2 separate regions of the Mus musculus genome follow, and region 1 is linked to region 2. The links are chromatin contacts, called in public HiChIP or PLAC-seq maps. All regions are on one chromosome and are shown on one strand. Each heading gives the region's core, a stretch centred on a gene start, on an enhancer-like site or on the middle of the called end of the contact. The rest is flanking DNA. Distances are from core to core; before and after follow the strand shown. Region 1 overlaps Hc (hemolytic complement). Region 2 holds the start of Traf1 (TNF receptor-associated factor 1).

Region 1 (4,924 bases), core at 2,050-4,549, 55 kb after region 2:
ACTTCCTGGGCAAGCTGGATGGGCCTGGTGAGCCCTCTGTGGTGTGGCCAACACTGGGCTTCTCACAGGAACTGTGTGAACTACTTGAGCTGGGAATCAAATAGAACATTCTGCTCCCATTCAGAGAGGATGGGAGAGCCCCGCAGAGTCTGGAGATAGGTGTCTTGGTTTGCATGCAAGTATTTTGGTAAGTTAAGCCAAAATGCCTCAAAAAGAGAACATGCCGTGGTTTTTCTTTCTTGTTAAAATTCTTTATAAGTAATCATATATGTATAATTCTTAACAATTTAAATATTATGTTCAATAAGATATTTGCTTAGAATTCTGAAAAATGATGTATAAAATAATTATTGGGTTTTTTTTTTTACCTTGTTTTATTTTTTTCTCCAGGCTCTGTCTTTTACTCAGTGTATCAGGATAGAAAATATTCCAATGGTTTCCTGCTTCCAGGTAGTGGAAAACATAGAACACCGGAGCTATGCTCATGAGCTCTGCCTCTGCACTGCCCTTGGGGAGGTGGGTTAGGATGTTGATGCCTTCCTTACTCAGAACCGTGGACAAGAACTCCCCTACAAGCAGTCCTGAAAGAAAAAGAGACCCAAGTGGACGTAACCACCCGCTATCTGCTCCCAACAGTGTATTCTGAAGAGGAAATGACCAACGTCTTTCCCCCCTTTTAATATAAGCAGTTTACCTGTGTCCCAGAAATCAGGGGAGCAAGCTGGATTTGATTAGCAGCATAAAGTCTTGGTGGCAGATAAGGTAATGTGGTAGACAAATGGCTGCATAGTTAGGTGCTGACGTCATAACCCACACTGACCAATCCTCAGGTGAAGTAGGGCAAAGGAGCCTGAATGGAAAAGGCGCTGGCCCCCCAGTCTATAGTGACACTGTGCAACCCTGGGCAAGCCAACTTCTTATAAGTCTAATGTCAAGATCGCACGTGATCAAAAAGGCCCTTTCCAGGTCTGAAACTCTGTGGTTCCAAGATAAAATGCAGGCAGGTCATTCTGTCCTGTTAGTGATGTGTTACCTTACTGCAAAGAATGATGCCCCTCTGGCAAACACCCCGGAGGGCAGAGAATCCCTGCTCTGGTTTGAATACCTCTGACCCTCCATCTGCTGCAGCCTAACCCACACCGGTGGTAGTGTAAGAGGGCAAGCTTTTTGGGAGGGTGTGGAGAGCCATTTACCCTTTGACATTTTACTCTTCTATACTTTAGCCATGTGAGGGTGACCCACTAAGACAGCAGCTGTAAAAACAGGAACAACCTTTGCCAGCCTCTCTATTACCTTGGTCTTGGACTTGAAAAACTCCAGAATAGGAGCCTGTTCTTTATAAACTGCCTAGACTCTGGTGTTTCATTGTAGCTACACAAATGGGCTAAGCAAGCCTGACCACTCCAGGACTTAAGCTTGGACGGAAAGCTGGTACCGCAAGGCCATTTGCAGGTCGCAAAGTCTTTAGTGGACTGACTGCTGAGACCACTGGAAGTGAAGTGTGAAACAGCTGTACCCCATTCTAGAGATGTCCTGGGCTCACAACAGGTACCCTATCCTCACAGGGTAATTTCCAAATACATTAGGGGAAGGGAGTTAGAAACGTAACCAAGTGTTTGAAGACAAGGAAAATGGAAGACAGAGTTCTGTCATAAGCCAACCTGTGTGTGGAGATGAAGAGAAATAAAGAGTAATCACGAATATGTTTGATTTTGGTTGAAGCACAGAGTGAAAAAAGAATTTTTTTAAAAAATCTATTTATTTATCTGTTTTTCAGACAGGGCTACTCAGATTAGCTTCACCTCACTATGTAGCTGTGGCTGACCTTCCGTTTCTGATCTTCCTGCTTCTGTCTCCCACGGCTGGGATTAGGGCAGGCACCACTGTATCGAGGGCTTCATGCATGCTAGGCAGCCACTCTACCAGCTGGCCCAGAAGTTGGATTTATTAACTTACCTTTGACACTCAAAATCCTTTCAACTTTGGTCTTGGGGACCAAATCTAATGGGATCCTGTATGGGAATTCCTTTCGTCTGTTAACAATACCTATAACAATAAAAATAGTAACAAAAACAACAATAATACAAGATTAGGTTTGCCCAGAGTCCTTTTTTTAAATTTAATCTAACTATTTTACTTATTCACATTATGTCTTGTTCATTGCTCCCGTCCCGGTCACTCCTACCCAATCTTCTGAGTGGATGGGGGACCCCTGGGTATCCTTCAACTCAGACATGCCCAGAGTTCTTAATGGAAAAAAAACAAGTTTTGATTATATATCTACTAACAAATAATTTTTCACAATAAAGCACATTAATAATAACATTAAAGTCTTAAAAAGAGAAAAATAGTCAAGGATTTTAATCAAACCCTAGGCTTGTATACTTTTCTTAAAGAACACACTGAATTTCGTGTAAGATTTCTGGTCTTTAAAAGGTATGACATAAATGACTTATATATCAACATTATCCACTAGGAAGAGGTGGCCTGCCCCAAATCACTGATATGGAATCTCTGTGTTGTCTGACCATCAGCTCCATCGGGAAGCGCGACCAGACACTCTTCCTACCTCCCCTCTCCCCGGTCTGACTTAAGCACTTTCCTATATGCACACAGCTCCACAGCTTCAGAAGGCCAGGGTCAGAGAATTTTAGATTACAGCTGTTTCCTATTGTATGTCATAAATAGGACCAGTTTAGTGGTTACATGGAGACTGTCCCAAGTGCTAAGAGTAACTGGCTGAGAATACTAGAGATGGACTATCTGTATGGCCCTCCCCCCCACACCCCTACACTCAGGGAACATCTTGGAAGATGGGGCATAACGAATATAAGAGCCAGAAGACGGGGGAAGAGCTCCACTGCGGCTGTGGCTCAGGGTCAAGCCAGTTAAAAGGTCCTGCAGGGATGAGGGAGGGGCCTCTGAGGCCGGTTGTGTAACAGTTTCTTCCGAGATGGAAACATTCCATCCTGCAGGAAGCTCCTTAAGCAGACAGGTAAACATTTCAAAAGTAGCCACAGGAAGTTCCAGGAAGACCAGATTCACTGGGTCCCTTCCTGCCAGACTAAGTGAGTAAAACTTCCGCCTCTCTGACAAGCAAAGCTGCAAAGAAGAGTCTGCAACAAGACCAGCTTCCTGGGAGAAGCAGAAACCAACCAGGCTTCCTGGAAGAGGTTTAGATCAGAAAGAACTGGAAATCACACCCTCCAGCCTGTGGCGCTGCCTACAGACTGTGCAGTGTGCTCCAGGCCCCCAGCTTTTGTGATCGGTCACTAACTCTGAGGTGACCTTTGGTGATGCATCAGTCTGTGAATCATGTCTGTTTCTGTAAGTCACCTGTCACTCAGATTCTGGTAAGTAAGCCCTGTCTAACTCATTGGTTCACCAAGTTGAACTTTGATGGTATTCTGACTCTGGTCTGTTGGGGATTCCCTATGGTGGATGGGGAGATATGTGCTTAGTCACCCCAGGGAAAGTATTGTCACACAACAGACTATGTCCCTCCTGGAGGAAGCTATTGGCAATTGATAGCTACCAAAGAAGGGAGAGTCGGTTTTCTTTAGGTAGGTAGACACTGGTAAGTTGCCTATACCCTGGTGGATGACCTCATATCCATGAATATATGGGTGACACTAATTGGACCCGGTGGGCTAAAAAAATAAAAATAATGAAGTAAATAAATAAAAATAAATAAAAGAGAACATGAAGTTGGGAAGGAGATGACTTGAGAGAGGTTGGGGTGGGTAGTGGAGATTAGCTATGATCAAGATTGTATTAATGTATGAAACATTTAAAGAATAAAAATACTGTTAAAATATCCTACCATCCCCCCAAAACATGATACTATTTGTCACTGTACTGACAGAGAGCCAAGCTTCCACTAAGTTAACTAAGCTGTTATACAAGCTGTTTTTATTTTATTTTCTGTGTAACAGAGCCCTGATTCTCCTGGACTCACTTTGTAGACCAAGCTGGCCTCAAACTCAGAGATCTTCTTGCCTCTGCCTCCCAAGTGCTGGGATTAAAGGGGTGCACCACCATGCCTGGCTGTTTTTATTGTTTTAAAATTGTACAGGGATACTACAGGTGGTGCCAAGATCCAAGGTGCAACTGTAGGGCTCATCAAAGTCACCATGGTGAAAATCCAGCTCTAGCACTTAGCATAGTCCCTGGCAAGAGGAAGATGCTATGCGTAAGTTCTGAGATCTCATGGATGAGATGGCTTTGGTAAAGATATAAGAACATTCCTCAAGAAGCATCTTTGTTATTTAGCCCTTGATAAACCTGAAGATACTGAGTTAAAATGAGTCAGTGAAGGTATTTAGGAAGTTTGAACTAAGGGTGACAGGGTATGGAGTTTACAGAGCTTAGTTAGCTATGGCATGTGCCTCCAGGTAGAACACAGTGTTTCTATGTTGCATTTACTCCTTTGTTACAGAGAGGTAAGGATGTTTTCAAAGGATTTTTTGAGGGTAAAAATAATGCAGACAAAGAACCAGAATACAGTGATGTTGTAACAATTTAACAAGAGCTGTAGTAGTCTGTCTGGCTGAAAATAGTTGTAGCCCACAGATTCTAACTTTTAGAAGCAGCCTGTACTTAGCTCAGGATTCAGTTGCCAATGTGGGAAAAGCTCTTTCGTTGAGAAGATTCATAGTGTATCAGCTGAAGAAGAAGAGATGGAGCAGTGGAGGGGACTTTGAGAGATCATCTGACTGTGTTGTCTCTAAAAGTGCCTTTTGCAGAGTGACTTTGTTTTCAGGTGTTCTTTAGACAGAGGCTTTTATAATAAAACAGCCTGTTACTGTCGTTATGAATAGACTGTGGAGTGCAGGGGATGAGTTGTATTGCAATGTGTTCGAATTGTAATGTCCACTAAATAGAGTTATGTTTGACCCCACTCAAACAGATCCAGACAGTTACA
Region 2 (4,289 bases), core at 369-2,868:
TGATTCTCCCAGGTGGTCAGGTCAAGTTAGACTCTGTTATGTCTCTAGATAGAGTCAATGGTCTACCAAGCCTGGGGTGACACCAGGACATCTAGTGGCCAAGAGGTTACTCCATCCTACAGACTTCCAACTGAATCCTCCCCAGCCTGCTCAGCTAATGATCTCTCATCTCCTTGCCTGCTCTCAGAAAGGCATTCCCTTAACTCCGTCCTCAGCCTGACCAGCAACCCCCTGCACCCCACATGTCCTTTCCTTTTCCGACTGGGACACAAGGGAAGCACCCAACCTTCTGGATCCTTTTCTCTTGTCCTAGACGGGCGCCCCCCCCCCCCCACTCCAGCTCATCTCCCAGCTCCTGCTACCAGCATTAGAATACTCCCACACGGCTGTGGGCTAAGACAACAGGCACTGCTGCTCTGGTGCTACCTGTAAAGTGGTTTGTTTTTCTCAGTACTGGGATCAGACCCAAGGCTGCGTACAAGTGCTTGCTAACCAAGCCACAGTTCCAGCCTCGTTTTAAGTACTTTAACAAACATTTTGTCAATATTTCCCTCCAGTCTTTGGAGACCCTCCCCTACTCTATAGCCCAGGGGTCCAAGGCACAGATAAATTGAGTGACTTGCTCAAGACCTTAAAGCTAGAGAGGCAGGAAGGACTGAGACCAGACCTGTGCTTTAAAATGAGCTTGGCAATTATCCCAAATTCTTCTCCCATATCCACTCTCTCTTCTCACACTGCAATACAAAGTTTAAAGAAGATTGTCAGCACAGCTGCTGAAACTCCAGGGAATCTACTCAGCCCTGTCATAAGCCCACACACTGTCAAATGCTCCGGGCCTGCCCTAATTTCAGTCCCATCAGAAGCAGGCCAGTGGACTTCTAGCCTTCCTTTCTATGACAGCACTTTCCTTCACACCCTTCAGAGTTATTTTTTACACTGCGGTGGCTTTTTACAGGTCTCTTTCACCGCCTTCTCACCTCCATCTTCCTTAGTCTCATCTCCATGGCTCCCAGAATGGACAATCTATCTGCTGAACAGAGGCGTCTCATCCTCCTTCTAGTCTTTGGGGACCCACCTGGGCCACACCCCACACTTTGGAACATCTCGGTGACAGTGTCCAGATTGGGATCCCATGGCCTACATGCTGCCTTTAGCCTGGACATGCTGTCTAGTCGCCTACCTATGAATTCCTGCCTACCTGCCCCCTTTCCTTCAGCAGGTGATGTCCCCTGCCACATCAGAACGAGCTCAGAGCTGAGGGCAGAACCGAAGTGACAGCTTAAGGACCAGAGCACCGCTCAGGAAGGGAGAGAGGCTGAGTATGGTCGCACTTGGGGACCCTGGGGACCCGCGGGGGACGGGCAACCAACCTGTGCGCCGCCTTCTGCTCGCACCGGGCGGTAGCGTCCTTGGGGCAGAGAACCGGGCTGGGCTGGCGGAAGCCAAGGGAAGCTGGGCTGGGCAGGCGGGTGGGACTGAGCTGGGCTGGCTTCGGAGGCTGGCCGGGGGGCGGGCTGATCGCTCCTCCCTCAAGGAAACAGAACTGGAGTGCTTCTGTTGGGGTCCTGGTGCTAGCTGACTCCTAGCATTCCATCAGTGGCTGCACTCCTGAGATACTCAGCACACACACAAACAACATTGAGCTCCAGCCTGAAGTGCCGCAAGGCAAGAGTGGAAAAACAGCAAGCTTTACCACAGTGGATTCTTGTTAAGAGCCCAGCACCCGGTAAACTCTGCCAATCTCTGTGAACAATGCAGATGGCAGTGTGATAGTGCAGTGCTCTTGGCATTGGGCGCTAAAGAAACTGGGTGAAGCAGGGAAGTGGTTGTGCTTTTTAAGCTAAACACACGCAGCATTTGATACACACACACACACACACACACACACACACACACTCACTCACTCTTACTCCAAAGAGTTAGGGAACTTAGTGTCAGGATATAAGTTTAGTTTAAAAGATTAAAAAACCAACCAACCAACTGGTGTAATTTTTGCAAACCAGCAATCTCACAAGGGTGCCGTCTGTCCGCAGATGTCCGCTGGCTCCTGGTCAGATGGTCAGTGTTTCTTTATCTGGTTAATTTGGCTTGGGCTCCTTACTTGATTTCTAACTGATTGATTTGTTTGTTTTGAGACAAGGTCTTCCCGTGTAGCCCTGAAGACTCCAAACTGTAAGCCATGCTCCTGCCTCAGCTTCCCAAGCACAGGACCTACTTGGTTGGGCTTTTGTTTGGATGAGGGAGGTGTGTATGTCTCCCTCCCATAGCAGGTCTGCTGTTGGCTTCAGGTTTCTAGCAGGCAGGTGATACTGCATCTGGGTGGCTGGTGGAATAAAGACTTCTGGGGCTTGACTTGGAAAGGGGATGTCTGCCTGAAGGCAAGTGTTGTGTCTCAGGAACACGAAATACAACCTCTGTGATTTGTGCAAGCATGGTCAGAGGTGACCTCTAAGGATCTTCCATTCATCTGCTTTTATTTTATTTTATTTTATTTTATTTTATTTTATTTTTTGAGACAGGGTCTTGCTATGTAGTCTAGGCTGGCTTAGAATTGGTAAGCCTCCTGCCTCAGTTTCTCAAGTGCTAGGATCACAGGCATATGCCACTCAGCCCGCTGTGGGCCTTTGAATTCTAACAGTAACGGAGTCTACGAGCTCCCTGTGTCTCTGACATTAAAAGTCACTGGTTCTTTCTTAGTTTTTGGTTGTGACCCTAGCTTTAATGGCTGATCTACCTCTTGCACATAAAAGTCGCCGATTCTCAAGTGCAATTGGTGAAGTGACATTTCTCAAGTGTGGACGTTGTAAGATCCCCTCTCTGGTCTCACCTTTCTGGGACCACCCCTCTTTCCTCTCTGCCCTAGGGTAAAGAAAAAAGAGCAGGCAGTCTGACCTCACACTTCACGCGCCACATCCTGTTTTCAGATGAGTGAGTTCATATGCTGGAAATTTACCAAGGGAAATAGTTTAATTTCGGAAAGTACCCAAAACTCATCTGTAGTCACCCGGCTTAAATTTGGGGGCTCTTGAAACAGAGTGGGCATCACCGGAGGATCACTAAGTGCCCAGGGATCAGCCAGGCAGTGGAAATCAAAAGCCGAGCATGGATGAAGCTTTGGATTCAGAAAGAAAATAAACCATTTGGAGACCATTCGCCTCTACCCAGGTCACTTGTTTTACTTTTCTAAAGATAAGTTTCATAAGAGGAATCGTCTCCCTGGCAAAGGCCTCATATCTGGTAGGCTGTGACTGGGGCTGTGTGGGAGGATCAGGAAAGCAGACAAGGGCGACGGGGCATAGCTTAGCTGATGAAGAACTTGCTTGGTACTTTTGAGGACCTGGCTTCTCTCCCCAGCACCACATGAAACTGGGCGTGGAGTCAAACACCCCGAATATGGGTGAAGGGGATCAGAAGCATAAGGTTGTCTTTAGTTATACAGAGAAGCGCATGCTCGTGTGAGCACGTGATCATGTATGTCTCCGCCCATTTCCTTCTCACTCACACCTGTTCCTTTGGATCTCAGAGCCACTGAACCACAAAGGTTTCAGTCTCAAGTTCTGTCTCAGTTCCGCAGCAGTCAGACCTTTGACATTGAAGGGTACCGCCTGGCTTTCTACAGTTTATATGGAGTTTGTGGTAGCTGCCATGCAGTTGTGGGCGGGCTGAATGACAAGGAGGATGCTGGGTAATTAACACAGGACTCATTGTGCGCTGGAGAGTCAGACACTCCTAGTGAACGCCCTAGAACTGCTTCCAAGTGTCTGGCCATGCTTCCTAGAGGTAGACTTATGGTCCAATTTTTGGACACAGAGCAGAAAACTGGTGAAAACCGAGGTGGTCCTGATGCCTTAGGGCTGGGTTTGAAAGGCTTTGTGCTCTGCCCCTACCCCCCAGATACAGAGACTCCAGGATGAGGACTGAGCTGGGAGCTAAGGCGGCTTCTGTTTTGTTTTATGTTTCTCAGTCACTCAAAAAAAATTTTTTTTTTCTGAGAAGGGGGATGGAAGTGAACACTTAGGTAGAAAATGCAAGACATAATAGTTTATAGATATTTTTGGTCTCTCCCTCTGCGTTTGTGTGTGCAGGTGCATGTGTGGATGGAGGTCAGAGGTCAGCCTTGGGTTTCATCCCCCGACCCCCATCCCAGAGCTGTTCATCATGTTTTATAGAGACAGGATTTCTTACTGAGATCTGGGATTTGAAGATTAGCCCAGGCAGGCTGGCGAGCAAGCCCCAGAGGTCAGCAGATCTCTGTGTCCAGTACTCCAGTGCCCAGGACCACGCTGACT

Evidence for each region. HiChIP or PLAC-seq counts read pairs in DNA pulled down with a chosen protein or histone mark.
Region 1: a contact with region 2 is called in a CTCF HiChIP or PLAC-seq map of CD8 T cells, with 39 read pairs. The contact joins the enhancer-like site here to the promoter of Traf1 in region 2. A contact is called at or near these places in 1 of 39 promoter capture datasets (the SN4741 cell line), 1 of 15 datasets of contacts at CTCF or cohesin (CD8 T cells), 3 of 484 Hi-C or Micro-C datasets (Th1 cells, bone marrow-derived dendritic cells and extraembryonic ectoderm), 5 of 115 datasets of contacts at active chromatin or transcription factors (CD8 T cells, Th2 cells, bone marrow-derived dendritic cells and 1 more) and 3 of 9 other capture datasets (adipose tissue, liver and pancreatic islet).

Annotation. Positions count from the first base shown.
Region 1 is chr2:35,013,107-35,018,030 of GRCm38.p6, forward strand. Hc (hemolytic complement) reads right to left here. Exons shown (of 41, transcript NM_010406.3): 23 at 1,957-2,046; 24 at 369-581. Among named protein-coding and RNA genes, the nearest start is that of Hc, 46 kb to the right of the region's middle. Within about 2 kb of position 3,300, at least 18 of the 459 cell types and tissues checked have an H3K27ac peak or open chromatin away from gene starts, as enhancers often do. A contact at or near this core is called in CD8 T cells and Th2 cells, where this site is marked.
Region 2 is chr2:34,960,154-34,964,442 of GRCm38.p6, forward strand. It overlaps Traf1 (TNF receptor-associated factor 1), which reads right to left and starts at 1,619. Exons shown (of 10, transcript NM_001326601.1): 1 at 1,371-1,619. Gm52552 (a long non-coding RNA gene) reads left to right here. Exons shown (of 3, transcript XR_003954034.1): 2 at 1,217-1,319. It overlaps Gm46733 (a long non-coding RNA gene), which reads left to right and starts at 2,550. Exons shown (of 2, transcript XR_001783275.1): 1 at 2,550-2,928; 2 at 3,035-3,152.